Regions from separate parts of the Hordeum vulgare genome. Here regions 2 and 3 are each linked to region 1. Evidence: chromatin contacts called from public Hi-C data. All regions are on one chromosome and are shown on one strand. The core of a region is the stretch at or near the end of the contact, and the rest is flanking DNA. Distances in the headings are between cores, read along the strand shown. Region 1 holds the start of LOC123449619 (protein WHAT'S THIS FACTOR 1 homolog, chloroplastic). Region 2 holds the start of LOC123449615 (protein TIFY 11c-like). Region 3 holds the start of LOC123449612 (UDP-glycosyltransferase TURAN).

Region 1 (2,932 bases), core at 419-2,918:
AACCTTTTGCCTCTGCATAAGGGGACAGGTAGGTTGTCTTCTGAAACTGCTCGGTATTGCCGGTTTTCACGTAGTGATGAGCTTTTCCTCTAAATTTGTAGTAACTTTTAAAATCTGGTGGGAACTTCATCTGGAATGGAAGTGAGAGCTCGCCTGGTGTACTAGCATTGGAATTGGCATCGGTGTTACCGGCCAATGCTGCCATATTCTTCTCATGCTCAGTGACCGCCCAGTTTGTGTTCCAGGAAACAAGTTGCAAGTAGTCGCCATCCTCCAGTGTGATCAACCTAAACAGCTCAGGGAACATGTGCACCCACCGTGTCCGAAAATCATGAGGAAGCCCCATGTCACGCCGGAAATGTGCGATCTTGTCAACAGGCAGGCGCCGTTGCACCGACATCATGAGCAGCCTCGTCACGTACTCTGCAGCAGTGGGGGAGTGCTCCTCCAGCAGGCGTGCCTCCTCCTCGACGAGCGCCTCAGCCTGCGGCGAGAGGCCGGCCCACATGACGCCGCGGCTGTCGCGGCAGACCTCGAAGAGCTGCGGCGAGCTGTGCACGAAGTGGGCGACCTTGTGCGGCTTGGCGAGCCCGAGCTGCGGGCGCAGGATCTCGAGGCGCTTGAGAGGGGTGACGTGCTCCTCCTCCACCTTGAGCGCGTCCACCACGGCGAGCACCTTGGAGACCACCTTGCAGCGCTCGATCACCACCTCGAGGTCGTTCACGCGCTTCTTCTTGCTCCGCTCGTTCACGCTCCGGCCGCGCGTCATGGAGCGCGCGGGAGATAGCTGGGAGGGGCAGCGCGGCTGGACCTGGCCAAGGCGCCGGAGCAGCTCGGCCAGGCAATTGCGCGAACACATGGCGCGCATGGCGTGCGGTGCCGCCGGAAACGACTCGGAGGGGAGTAACGCGAAGGTATGGGCTCACCCGGAGGATGATCAAATCGAGATCCCAAGCTAATGCGCTGCTGATCGGCGGCGAGGGGGGGGCAGGTGGCCGAGGAGGCTGGAGGGGCCAGAGAGGAACGGAGAGCGCCGCGGAGAGGAATGTCTTGAGTTTCCAGTCCGGACGAGAGAATGGCGGGGCAAGATAAAGGCCCAAAGAGAACCAAATCGGCCCGTATAGAACTCAGCTGGGCTGACCCAATAAACACTTATTCCCCGGCCCAGTACCAAAACATCCCATCGCTTAGCCGCCGCGTGCCGGTGAACTGTACCAGGACCCCCGCCGTGTGCTTTCCCCGTCGCATAGCCGCCGCGTGCCGCCACTCACTGGCACTGCCGACAATTTCCCCGTCGCATAGCCGCCGCGTGCCGCCACTCACTGGCACTGCCGACAATTTCCCCGTCGCATAGCCGCCGTGGTGCTGGTGCGCCCGCCACCCGATGCCCCATGGCGTATCCGGCGCGGCCATATAAGCCGGCGCAACCGGGGCCAGTTCACTCACAGCTCTCTTCTTCGTCCTCTGCACTCCCACTCCCACTCCTGCACATCTCAGGCGACGCGAGCGGCCATGGAGGACAGCGGCGCGAGGGCGGCGGCGGTGCAGAAGCTGATGGAGGCCAAGGCCAAGTCCGGGAAGAGCTTCTCCGACATCGGGGCCGAGACGGGGCTCACCAACGTGTACGTCGCGCAGCTCAAGCCCGACACGGCGGGGGTCACACCGAACAGGTTTGTAATTTCTTCAGGTGTTCTCATCATATTCTTTGTTCCTGATAACCCATTTTGCATTCATGCGTATACTGAATGAAGTGCTATTGCGAAGCCAAGATTCAACCAAATCTCAGGGACATTGTAGTACAGAGAGAAGCTAAGTTAGAACACCCTGAGCCCATCTTGAAATTGCTACAATTTACAAATTTACCAAAGATAATTGTCCATAGAGGAATCATCAATCATGTGCTCAGGGCTGCCTATCTCAGAATGATTATTTAATTGCTTCAAGTGCTAGTTCCTACAATTTGTCACATTGTATGACTATCAGCGAATCTTAGTTACAGATAACTGCTGAATGTTACAAATCAAATTCAAATAATTGTCCTATATTTAGCCCATAAGGTTACAATGCTCCTGGCTCCCAATTTGTCAGACCGTTCTAACCGTTTTATTCCTTTTTCTTTTCACATCTGCAGAAAGCCGCCAATATGATGTCGAAGTTGGCCTGTAAGGCACCTTGAGTCAATGAGATGGCTGGTGCTGGGAGAAGGGGGATATGTAGCTTCACTAATGTCTGCTTATACTTCAGACAGAAAAAAAAATTGAGCGACCCTTTTCTAGTCTGAATGGTCGATCAAATAAAAAGTGGTAATATGGTAATGTAATGTCTGCTTGTACTTTGGACCTGGAACAGCATTCAACATACTTTTCCTCGTCTGAATGATCAACAAAATAAAGTGGCAATATAGTTTTTAATCCCTGCTTGTACTTCAGACTTGGAGAATAATTCAGGATGGTTTTATAGTCTGGATTGTCGATAAGATAAACCAACTTGTATTCATGTGCGCATGAGTGGTTTCTGAAGCAAATCTACGGCTTGGTGCCAACCATTACCTACAGTGACGGACCTAGAAATTAAGGTTTGTCCGGATGGTGGATGATGACGAAGCTTCATTGTGTTGTGCGAAGGTCGCTAGGCACGGGAAATACCCTGAACCGTCGTCGGAGAGCCGGGGCGGCCGTCCCAGCTTGCCCCAATGGTGGATCCGCCAGTGATTACTTATATTGCATTTTATCCACAGATGTGTCGATGTAGCAAATTGTGTTGGAAAGGCGGAGTGAATATATAACAATTCTTTGAACGGATCATAATGCGTAAGTAGCTACTCCCTCCATCCCATATTGTAAGATGTTTTTTGACACTAGTGGAGTGTTAAAAAGCGTCTTACATTTCGGGACGGGGGAGTAGAAGCTAAAGAATAGGGAGAAATTTAAGA
Region 2 (2,767 bases), core at 73-2,572, 180 kb after region 1:
GGGGCACGCGGTTAATTAGCGGGCGTAAGATAAAAACGGCAACAATTAAGGATCCACGTAGCAGAGTACTACTACTACTACAGTATACGCTACTACGTGGAGAAGCAGCAAGGCAGCGATTTATTCCTCTCCGGGGCTCGTCAAATCCTTCAGTTCAGCTGGAGCGCGGAGTTGACGCCGAGCCACGGCGCGCCGCCGTCTTCCGGCGCACGCTTGCCGCCGGCCGTCTCCTTGGCCGCCGCAGCCCCTGGCGCCGCCAACGGCGCAGGGTACGGATCGACCGTGGCGAGCCTGCTCTTCCTCTTCTCGAGGAACCTGTGGAGCGACGCCTTCCTCGCGATCGGCAGGTCTGGACAAGCGCGCGCACGCCGCAAAGCCTTCGTCAGCGGAGCACGGACAGTATGGATTTTGATTTGTAATATAATACGAGCGTAGCGCGATCCTTACCTGCCAACCAAGGCTGCCCCGGCGCGCTCTGGCAGACGGGCTCGGCGGCGGCGTCGGAGGCGGGCGGCGGCGCGATGAAGGAGCCGGCGAGCTGCATGAGCTCCCCGGCCTTCTCGGCGGGGAAGTCGTCGAACACCACCGTCCTCCCGCCGTAGAAGATGGTCAGCGGCGCTCTCTCAGGCCCCGTCCTAATCAAAAACAGCACAAGCATCAAACAGGAGCGAGTATTTTCGAAGAGCTCACGACGTGCTCCGGTCTCCCGGCATGAGCAAGACTGGCCGGCACGATCGAAGCTCTAGTTCGCGCGCGCGCGCGCACGTACCTGTCGTGGGAGGCCCTGACCATGCCGGCGTGCTGGGGGAAGAGCTCCATGGTCCGGATCCTCTCCTCCGACGCCACCGCCTGAACACCATCCCCGCCGCCCGGCATGAGGCCCATGGTGACCACGCCGCCGGGCTGCTCCTTGATGTACTGCCGGAGCAGCCCAAACGCCGCGGCCAACCTGCTGCCGCCAGCGGCCTTGGCCGCCTGCTGCTGCTGCTGCTGCTCCGCTCCCATGTCGAAGTCGAACGATCTGGCGCGGAAGGAACCGACGAGGCCCGTGCCCGCCGAGGTACGTATGTGTGCGTCCGTCCGGCGGGGGGTTAAGTCTCGGCCGCCTCTCTCTCTTTTCGCGGGCGCGTACAGCTGGACCAGTAAAGAATAGGCCTAATTCCTGTTTCGCGGGCAGGAAAGGAAAGGAAAGGAAAGCGGCACGTGAAAGGCAGGCGCCGGGCGACGGTCGACCGGAGACGGGGTGCGACTAGTGATAGTCCGCCTCCCTCCCTCCCTCCCGGCACCGCACGTCTCGCCCAATTTCGCCGTGGGGTTTCCTTCGGTCGGCGTGTGCGTGTGTATTTGTGGGGGTGTTGTGCATGTGCGCGGCCTGGTGCCGGTGGTGGCGTCGAGCGTGCAAAGGGGAATGTGGGGGACGATGGTGGCGCATGCGGTGCGCGCGGTTCGTGGGATGATGGTGGGGTCCCGTACTCCCCTGGAATAGGGCCGTTTTTTTAAACACGGTATAGACGTACACACTTATACATCACATACATTTATCTTTATAAACATATATACACGTATTTCTTATTCTATGAACATGATCGACACATCAACTAGATAGCGATGAAGCCGTCAAAAGGTCCGGAATAAATAAATACTAAAATGCAACCATCAATATCAGGTTTAGGACTTGAACCCTTATGTAATAAGCAGCGTTGCTTGACTATGCAAAACTAGCGTGATAAGAAAGTTAAGGGTAAATGAGTGTAAAAGGCAGTTCGTGCTGAAAAGCAATAACCAAAATCCAATTCAAACACATCAACTGAAAAAGTGCTAACTGGCTAGTGCCTCGGAGTCGACAGGACAAGTTAACGAAAGTGAGCACATGCTCGCAACAAAAGCTTAGGATGACTAAGTAGGCAGTTTAATGAACACGATCACAACATATAAAGAGCCAATGTCATGCATGGGACGTGCAAAGGTGGCAGGGAACGGCACACCAAGCCATTCTCTGCTGTACAACTCCCACCTACGGCGAAGAAAGTGTGAAAGCACGCAGAAAGATGCGGGCCGGGGCACCGCATCGGTCGGCCCAAATTGCATGGGAACGAACGAACGAACGGCCTCGATCATCATGGAGAAGACACCAATATTTTCTCTTGCGAGTAGGGGCACGATTTAACGTACTTACTCGGCCGTCTATCCCACCCACGACGTCGACCGCAGCGCCGCCCGCCGGAGACGCTGCCTGCCACCTACATCGATCGATCATCCCGTGATACGAACGGAGCGAGAAGCTTCGTTCATCCATCCATCGATCCACTGACGCTAGCTAGCATCTTGTCGTTGACGCGTGCAAGTCGTCGCGGTGGCAGATACAGTAGAATATAGAGAAGGCGCCACGCCGAATGCGCAAGGAATCGATGGAGTGCGTGCACGACGTACGTCCTACGTACACCGGACGATATAGTACTAGGATATACAATGGTCCCAACGGCCTGGTGCAAAGCATGCGTGGATAGACAATGGGATCGGTTTGGCCGCATCGTACTAGCCTCTCTGTCCTACGTCGCGTCGATGAGCTTGCCACCATTATGTTAACACATCGACTAATCATGCACGCACAGGATCAGTTAGATTAGATTAGCTAAAGCTCCCGTGGAGTGGTTGCCTCCGCTGTGTCCTTGGCCGCGTGATCACCAGTCACCTGTATTTTCTAGTAAGTTTCTTCACCGAAAGCTGGCTAGCTAAGCTAGCCAGCCAAAGGGAACCGCGTCCAACT
Region 3 (2,911 bases), core at 260-2,759, 210 kb after region 1:
TAGTTTAACTGCCATGCATCTAGCATGCATATGTGCTTAACACGATGACTGATATTATACCACATATAAAGTTACACTACTAACATGATCCTACTCACGATAGTTACTTCAGAAATGAAAAATCTGGACAGGATGACATAATCAAATGGATAACGTACTGGAAAACAACACCTCTGGTTGGTACTATAACAAGCAGTTGAAACCATATTATTGTGCAGCAAGTGTATCCATTGGTACCCACTGCCGCAATAACTACACTTTTGTTGCATATTCTGCATATTGAAGTCCTTTGTTTACCATCTTGGATATAGAACACATTTTAATTGTTGAAAAACCAATTTTCTAGCTTAGTTATCTGTTCTGTAATTGTGGCAGTTAACAAAACAAAATAAATTTAGGGCATGTAGAACAGGGACATTCGGAGCAGCTCAATTTTATGATCATTCACAGCAAATAATTTGTGAGACAATAGTGAACCCTTTCTGTTGTTTTGAGGCGTGACAAGACTGTTGAAATGTATAGTCCGTATATGAAAGTGAATAGCATATACTGTAGAAATGTACTCCAGTTCTTGCTCCACAATCTGGCATATCATATGTCGATCGCTTGAATCAGTTCAATAATGGCAGCAATTTTATCATGTTTGAGGCTTCTTCCATTCTAAGTTCTTATCTGCAGCCGCTAAATGTATCACACACAGAAATCAGAATGTCGGTCCCAGATGACAAACTTGAGAACTGGGATGATAAGCTTCTGTTATGTTTCAAACCATCCATGGTCAAATTCTCCAATCACGTTAGAATAAATAATTGCTCAAGAAGTAAGCAATATTCAAGAACACTGACTCAATTAGACATCAAGAAGAGAAACACGCCACATGATACACTTTGCTGCTTTTATCAGCCACCGGAGTGTTCTCTATGATGGTTATCCTTCGCACTGCAAGATTCATCACCATTGTCCTCTGTGTCCTTGTCCTCCCCTCTAATCATATGCAGAACACATTTCACAATGTTTCCCACAGCAAGCTCTGCAACGAATTTCCCACATAGTTTAAAACTACTTGTAAGCTAAGGCATAGCCGGAGAATGTCGAATCCCCACCCAGAAATATTCGGGAATTTAAGTTTTGGGGATGGATTAGAGTTGCCCTAAGCGCGCAGCGCATATAGTACAGAAAATAGCTTAACAACGCTAGGGTTGTGCGGGCTCACCGACAAGGTTGGTGTAGATGGGCTGCTTGCCGCGAGCCGCCGCCGACCCGCCGTCGCGATGCATCGGGCGGAGCAGCCCGGCCTTCAGCCGCCGCCGTCTCCCGCAGAGGAAACCCAAGGTTGCGGCCGGCCGTGATGGAATGTTTCAGGGAAGGCCCCGACGTGGGTAGTTATCGCAATTGGACCCGTCAATGACCCTGACAGGCGGGGCCACCAGTTCAGGACTTCAGCCGTTTTGGATCCGAACAGAAGAGTATAGCAGCGCTCCTCCGTCCCCATCGCCGCCGGTCGCTGCCAGTCCGCCCCCTAACCTGAGATTTTGGGCCGGCCCCAATACTACCGCCGGCCACTCGTCGTCTCCACGGCTGGAGCACGCAACGGGGCCAGCGGAAGGAATCCACCGCCGCAGCGCCGCTCGTTATACCACATCAGGGAGGCGCCCGCCAGGCACATCACTGCGGTCCGCGGCAGCCCAGGAGCAGTCCTGCCCGACGACGGTCGGCATCGGCAGCCGCTAGCCTGCCAGCAGCGCGACGGAGGTAGGTTGTCAGTCCCCACTCGAGCACTCCCCGATTTTTATTGATAGAAATCAGGCACTGGATCTGGACAGAATGAAGATTAGCGAATAAAACCGTGATTGGATTGTCGTGTTTCCTCCAAATACACCTGTAAAAATTACAGACCTCGGCTCGTCGTTTCGTTTCCGGACGGATTTTGCTGAGCAGCCGGTAAGATACAAGTGTAAAGTAAACACCCACGTATTTAATTACAACCATTCCAAGCGCGGCCTTGGGTTAATTGTGTCATAGTGTGAGTCTGACATGTCGATTTATGACAGATTGATTCATTAGGGGTTAGGGCAAGGGGCTAGGATTTCTGTGCCCACCGTGACATTGTACAACTAGGATGCTTAATGTTTAACTGATTTATTGATAGAATGTGAAAAGATATTGTATAATTGTAATGAAGAGGACCGGAGATGTTGCCTTTTTTCTCTTGAAAGCATGAAGCAAAGAAGAAGGCTTAGTTGTTGAACATATGTAGGCTTTTCTTATGTAAAGCTCAGGATTAATCGTGAATTTTAATATGTTTATAATACCATACTGGTCTATTTCTGTTGTGCTTTTGTTAAATTAATTCCATGCTAATATGTTGGCATGCCATATTTGTGGTAAAAAAATCTTAAGGTGGACCACCGTGTTTTCAAATCCTAGATCCAACACCGCGTCCCCCTCCCTCGCTCCCTCTGCACGAAGGGTCGATGGTGATGGCGGAGGAGGCAGGAAGGAGGAAGCGCGCAGCGGTGGTTGTGTTGGGCGACATCGGCCGCAGCCCGCGCATGCAATACCACTCCCTCTCCCTCGCCAACCAGGTACTCATCCATCGAATCCGTAATTGCTCGTCTGTTTTGGTTGGATTGGACTAGATGACTGTGCGGTGACGCTACAGTGTGTCAATTGACTATGAACATTTACCAGGCATACTGTGTGTGTATTGTTTTTCAACTAGTGGAAGAGATTTTTGAGAGCATTGAGCGAAACATTCTAGTGTGCCAGCATAGTTTTTTTTTTTTGGTGTGTTTTATTGTATCTTAGACTTAGTTGTTCGCTATTCTTCTTGACAGGCCGGCATGGAAGTGGACATTGTTGCAAACGGAGGTATTCTGTTCTTCACAATTTCGTTTTGCTGCGAATTCTA

What was found. A called contact is a pair of places that touch in the nucleus more often than the background predicts.
Region 2: a contact with region 1 is called in a Hi-C map of leaf, with 2.0 times the contacts expected there. The contact joins the promoter of LOC123449615 here to the promoter of LOC123449619 in region 1. A contact is called at or near these places in 2 of 6 Hi-C or Micro-C datasets (both in leaf).
Region 3: a Hi-C map of seedling shows a contact between it and region 1, with 2.6 times the contacts expected there. The contact joins the promoter of LOC123449612 here to the promoter of LOC123449619 in region 1. A contact is called at or near these places in 2 of 6 Hi-C or Micro-C datasets (leaf and seedling) and 1 of 1 datasets of contacts at active chromatin or transcription factors (embryo).

Annotation. Positions count from the first base shown.
Region 1 is chr4H:569,705,325-569,708,256 of MorexV3_pseudomolecules_assembly, reverse strand. LOC123449619 (protein WHAT'S THIS FACTOR 1 homolog, chloroplastic) reads right to left here and starts at 1,668. Exons shown (of 1, transcript XM_045126900.1): 1 at 1-1,668. The coding sequence starts at 868.
Region 2 is chr4H:569,525,872-569,528,638 of MorexV3_pseudomolecules_assembly, reverse strand. It overlaps LOC123449615 (protein TIFY 11c-like), which reads right to left and starts at 1,322. Exons shown (of 3, transcript XM_045126897.1): 1 at 770-1,322; 2 at 448-635; 3 at 1-349. The coding sequence starts at 1,005. The coding sequence ends at 150.
Region 3 is chr4H:569,491,658-569,494,568 of MorexV3_pseudomolecules_assembly, reverse strand. LOC123449612 (UDP-glycosyltransferase TURAN) reads left to right here and starts at 1,509. Exons shown (of 17, transcript XM_045126895.1): 1 at 1,509-1,752; 2 at 2,428-2,585; 3 at 2,838-2,871. The coding sequence starts at 2,475. It overlaps LOC123449614 (a long non-coding RNA gene), which reads right to left and starts at 1,343. Exons shown (of 2, transcript XR_006632029.1): 1 at 1,214-1,343.